2 separate regions of the Mus musculus genome follow, and region 1 is linked to region 2. Evidence: chromatin contacts called from public promoter capture Hi-C data. All regions are on one chromosome and are shown on one strand. Each heading gives the region's core, a stretch centred on a gene start, on an enhancer-like site or on the middle of the called end of the contact. The rest is flanking DNA. Distances are from core to core; before and after follow the strand shown.

Region 1 (2,700 bases), core at 5-2,504, 270 kb after region 2:
ATACAGAAGAGTCAGAGGGGGAGAGAGGGAGGATGGGGGGAGGGGAGTGGGAGAGGGAGAGAGGAAGGGAGAGAGGAAGGAGAGGGAGAGATGAGAGGAGAGGGGAGGAGAGGGGAGGAGAGGGGGAGATATTCTAAGAGGCAGAGGTCAGGGAAGACGGTATCAAAAGCAGCATCTTCTGGGTGTGGCAAGACCATCATACTCTGCAACTCAACCGCGGCTGTGATTCCTGTACAAGACCTGCTTAAGATCAAGCTAGAAAACACTTCAGCATGCGGTGGGCGGAGCTCTTCAGTTTAGAGCCCTGACTGAGGAGTGAGGGAGAGTTGTTGACCTCTGGGAAGGCTGATTACTACCTATGGGCAGTGCAAATTTGACTAGTGGTTTTTTGTTTGTTTGTTTCTTTCTTTGTGTGTGTGTGTGTGGGGGGGCACTAATTGGACAAATTAGAGGTGGATGGGGAGGTGGACCTGGAGGAATTAGGGGGAGGAGAAGGGGATGAATATAATCAAAATACATTTTATGCATATATAAAATTCTCAATTAATAAAAAAGGTATATTTTTAAAAGAAGTGCTGTTTGAAGAAGAAGAAAAGCATGGGGGTGGGCAGAGAAATATACTGTGACAAAGTTCCTTTTCTTTTGAAATCGTGTATGTGTTATGCCTGAATTCGTGCTCCTAAGTGCGGTGCCTGTGGAGGCCAGAGTTGGAGGATGAGAGGTGGGCGCAGCAGGCAGAGGCAGGAAGCTCTTGGGTTGGACCAGGCTACCTCGGCTACATAGCTAGACACTATCACAAAACAAAACAAAACAAAACAAAACAAAACAAAACAAAACAAAACAAAACAACATAGATACATAAATAGACCTACAACCCCCCCCCCCCCCCCCGCCCATCCCCACTCCATGAAACAATAACAAAATCATTCCTGATTTCACTTCAGGTCCGCTGAATCTCTGGGAGTGGAATAATAAATGTGTACTTAAAACCCACCACACAGTGGATTCCTAAGCATGAAAGTTTAGGGAGCAAAGGCGTGTCCTGCTGAAGATGGGGTGCTTTTGAAGTCCCCAGACCAAGCCAGGGGCTCTGCATTTCCTAAACTTCCTAGAAGTGTTGACGCCTCCCTGAGTTGTGGGGTCATGGGAGCAGGATGGAGAGGGTGGGAAAGCATCCAGCAGGAGTTGACGCACGTGCAATGGAGCAGCAGGATGTGCCTCACGTGGCATCCCTGAGACGCTTGGACTGCTGGGAAGGAAGGAGGGCGGCCTCCCCAGCAGGGGCACCCAAGGCCACGGGCAGGTGAGGCGGGTCGGGTGCGGTGCTCCAAGTCCAGGGCGCTCAGCACTGCCACCCGGACATGGAGTCCTGCAACGTGGAGCTGATTTTTGACCACATAGGACACTTCGGCAGGTAGGGAGACAGAACAGGACATGGAGCCAGAGTCGGGTGGCACGTGATCGGGGCGCTGAGGTGTCTGTTTCTGTCGGTTGGGATAGGTTCCACAGCTTCTCAACCCCCTATTTGCCCAATGCATGCACAAGTCTGGCCAACAACCCATGACCTGGCTTGTCCTTTTGTCCATTGGCCACAGGAGGCGCCGGACTCTGCTTGGACTTGGCAGGTGCAGGCAGTATTCGCACCCCTTCGGGTCAGTTGGGACTTGGTGTGCTCTCTGGACCACCAACTGGGGGAAAAAAACACTATTGGAAGGCACGGTCCCAGGTGTAGAAAACCCCCCAGCCCAACCGTGTTCTTTTCCACTGTCCAGGATGAATACCTATATGTACCCTAGAGTGCTTTCCCTTTGGGCCTGGCAGGTTTTCCTGGCTGATGGTTAGCCTTTGCTTTCATATAGATACCCAACGTATGCATGCATCCCTTAATTTCATGGTCACTGCAAAAGGCAAGTTGGAGTCCATGTCTGAATGACTGGGAAATGGAGGCAGTGTGCTCATAGAAGACCCATAGCAGACTAACGTGGGGGTGAAGGATCAGCTCTCACATAGGAACTATAATGGGCCTGAATGTTTCATTTACCACCACACCATCTGAAAAACTGGGTGAACAATGTACCTTAGATGCTTACAAATAACTGTAGAAATACATGTTGCAGTTAGAAGTGGTCCGCATATGTAGCCCTAGTTCTGGGAAGGTGACAGAAAGCTCCTGGCCAGCCTAAGCTACATAGGAAGATACCACTTAAAAGTGGGGGGCGGGGTTGGGAGCTGGAGAGATGGCTCAGGGGTTAAGAGCACTGGTTGCTCTTCCAGAAGACCTAGGCTCAATTCCAAGCACCCACACGGCAGCTCACCACGGCAGCTCACAACCGTCTGTAACTCAGATCCCAGGGAATCCAACATGCATGGGTACAGACTCACATGGATACCCGTTCACATAAAAAATAAAGGCTAAAAAATCTTTAAAAAGGTTAAAAATAAAAAGAAAAGAAACAATAAAAAGAAAAGGTTACCCGAGGTTTCTACAGACACTCACCTACATGGCAGATGGTAATAATGTCTCATTTTCTCCTTGTGTTCAGGGAGCTAATTAAAGCAATCATAGAAGTTAGTGTTTAGTTACAGTTTGAGGTTAAAAACCACTCAGTAGCCAGGCATGGTGGCTGGTACTTATAATCCCAGCCCTTGGGAGATGGAGGCAGGGACTGCTGAGTGCTTGAGGCCAGTCTGGCCTCCACA
Region 2 (2,700 bases), core at 62-2,561:
GGCTCCGGAGGGGCCCAGGAGCTCATTGGTCCGCCTCTCAATGAACCGGACCACGCCGGTTCCTCCGCCACTCTAGTCCCATTAGTGCGCTTCGGAGCACGGCGGAGCCCGGGTACCGGCCACCAAAGCGGGAGGCTGGTGTCACCGCCGCCGGGTCCATGCATCCTCAGTGTCATCCGCGCTTCAATGCTCGACTCTCCCAGCGAGGTCACTAGCAACTCTCCGCACCACCTCCCGTGTCGGGTGTGAGCAGGGGGCCCGCAGGTCTCCTTTGCTCCAGCTTAAGGCATTAAGTAAAATAGATCTTCGGGCTGACAGGCTTGTACCCCGGGAAGCAGGCAAACCCTCCAGCACCCCGCTGCGCTCTCCCGGACTTCGCCTCCGTAACAGGTTACACAGCCCAAGGTCAGGAGCCTCCCGGGCAAAGCCCGCGGAGGGTCCCGAGGCGCCCCGCTCTGCTGCAGGGCACGTCCGGGCGTCGGCGGGGCCCGGCACTGCGACACGGCCGCTCCCGCCCAATCCCGCCGCCCGAGCGAGCGCCACGCGCGGCCGCCTACCCCGCGGCGGGAGGCCTGCTGGTCGCCCCGCGGCCCAGGCCCACCCAGCTCGTGCTCCGCCCGCCCCTCACCCAGCCACACCTGCCGGAGGGCCGCGTGCCCCCCGCCGGAGCCCGTCAGCCCAGCCCCGCCGTCCGCCGGGGACGTTACCTGAGCACGCGGCCGCGCCGGCCTCCTCCCCTCCCCCAGGCGGCGCAGGCGGCCCCGCAACGGCGGCGGGAGAAGCCAGTTCCCGCCCGCCGACCTGGCCCCACCTGAGGCCGCGACTCGTGCCTCGCAGTCGGCGGCGAGCCGCCCTCAGGCCCAGGCACCCACCTTGGGATGGTACGAAGATCCCCAGATCCCTGGCTTGCGTCGGACTGCTGTCTGGAAAACCAGACCTCCAGCAGTTTCTCCGTCCCTTCGAAAAAATGTGCAGCTTCCATCACCGTGAGACTAGCGAACAACCAACAACCACAGAAAATCAACTAAATTAAATCTCTTCTCCCGCCGCTCCTGCCGCCGCTGCGGATTGTTCCAGCTGTGTTACTAAAGTTCAGGTTCCTTTTTTTTTTTTTTTTGCTATAATTTTATATTAACTTTTTTTTAAAAAAAGGACTAATAAAATTTTCCCGGCTATTTTCGTGAGCGAAAGTTGAACGTGAGTCTGTTGGAAATAGAGGCAGATACAGTTCAGTCTCTTGTAGTCCGCTGCTTTCCCGTTAGGAGAGTTGAGCGAGCGCTAGCTAATGTCGCCGGCCATACTGTGTAAGCGAGGGTTCTGCGTGAGCGCAGACCTTATATAAGCATCCTCCCCGACAGGCCAGGAAGTGACGCCATCGCCCCGCCCTCAGGGCCTCATAGGGACCGCTTCGTGTCAGTCAAACGTCGCCGAACGCCGGCTGGCTGGCGGTGGGCCCACGGGGAGTGCAGGGGACTACCAGCTTGGTTGCAGATGGAGCTGCCGCTGTCCCTTGAGCGGGAGACCGCTCTGTTGTCCGGCTGGGGACTTGGGAATCTGGGATTACTTGTGGAGCTGGTGGGGAGAGCGGGAGACAGGCGAGGCTGTCCCACGCTGCACACAGCTGGTTAGCAGAAAACAGGAGGGAGTCTGGAGGGGTGTCGCGGGGCTCGGCGGGGGCGGTGGCCACTGCTGGGTTGGCGTAGTGCTTTGATCCTGTGCGGTTTCTCGTTTCAAGCCGAGGTGGTTTTTGGCTTTTTAAAAAAAATTTTTTTAAACCATTTTTTCACGTGTTTCCACGAGACGAACGCAGCCTAGGCAATAAAATTGTCAGTGACGTACGTGTGGCCCGGGGTCGGATTGGAATGCGCTTTAATTCTGCTTGTGCTTTATCTGATGTGGGAATGAAGGCAGTTCTCCACGGGTTTACACAATAGCCAGAAGCGTCGTCTTCCTATTTCAAAAGAGAAAAGAGAAAAGCAACGTGGCGCCCAGCCTTGGAGGGCTCCGGCGCTATCTACCCCCCACCGTGTGCCTAGCCTAGCTTAGGAGTTGGCCGCCTTCCAGCAGACACCTATCAACCCGTACTCCATTAGGTCAACTGGTGGATATTTAGTTTGCAAAACTTCCTAGGAACTAGCTTTATTAAGTATAATACGAGGTTATTTGATATTTTTCTTAGGCTATTCTTAAAGGGGTGAACTAATTGAAAGTATTCCTCACAACCACCAGTACCACGCAAATTTACAAATTTGCCTAAAATTGCCTAAATGCCTAAAAAGGATCTTCGCGAGTATATAATAATAATGTAAATGGGTAGCAAAGAGTTTTCACTAATGATAATCTAAAGTATAAATTAGGGGTCAAATCCAAGTAGGATTTTGTTTTGTTTTTTTTTTCTTCTGCTATCTTCCTTTATTTATATTTGCAGTATGAAACACAAGCTCTGCACACATACTTGCACACTCACACCAGCCTGGGGGAGGGAGCTGGGACAAGGCCACTTTCTTTCTTTCTTTTTTTTTTTTTAATCTTAAGAAGCAAAAGATGTTAACAAAGTTATTAGTTACTTGGAAACACTGGGGGAAAGTCACCAAGCTCATAAAATTAAAAATGATTATAGTCACAAGACAAAGGGACCGTCTCCTATTATCCCTAGAGAAATCCACTGCAACTGTTGAAATTTGATTCATACATACCCTG

What was found. Capture Hi-C pulls out chosen DNA fragments and counts their contacts.
Region 1: a promoter capture Hi-C map of adipose tissue shows a contact between it and region 2. The contact joins the promoter of Slc22a16 here to the promoter of Amd1 in region 2. A contact is called at or near these places in 5 of 39 promoter capture datasets (the 3T3-L1 cell line, 3T3-L1-derived adipocytes, HPC-7-derived erythroid cells and 1 more), 1 of 15 datasets of contacts at CTCF or cohesin (the NIH/3T3 cell line), 3 of 115 datasets of contacts at active chromatin or transcription factors (bone marrow-derived macrophages, embryonic stem cells and large pre-B cells) and 2 of 9 other capture datasets (adipose tissue and liver).

The regions. Positions count from the first base shown.
Region 1 is chr10:40,569,108-40,571,807 of GRCm38.p6, forward strand. Slc22a16 (solute carrier family 22 (organic cation transporter), member 16) reads left to right here and starts at 1,255. Exons shown (of 8, transcript NM_027572.1): 1 at 1,255-1,414. The coding sequence starts at 1,362.
Region 2 is chr10:40,300,877-40,303,576 of GRCm38.p6, forward strand. It overlaps Amd1 (S-adenosylmethionine decarboxylase 1), which reads right to left and starts at 1,312. Exons shown (of 8, transcript NM_009665.5): 1 at 873-1,312. The coding sequence starts at 982.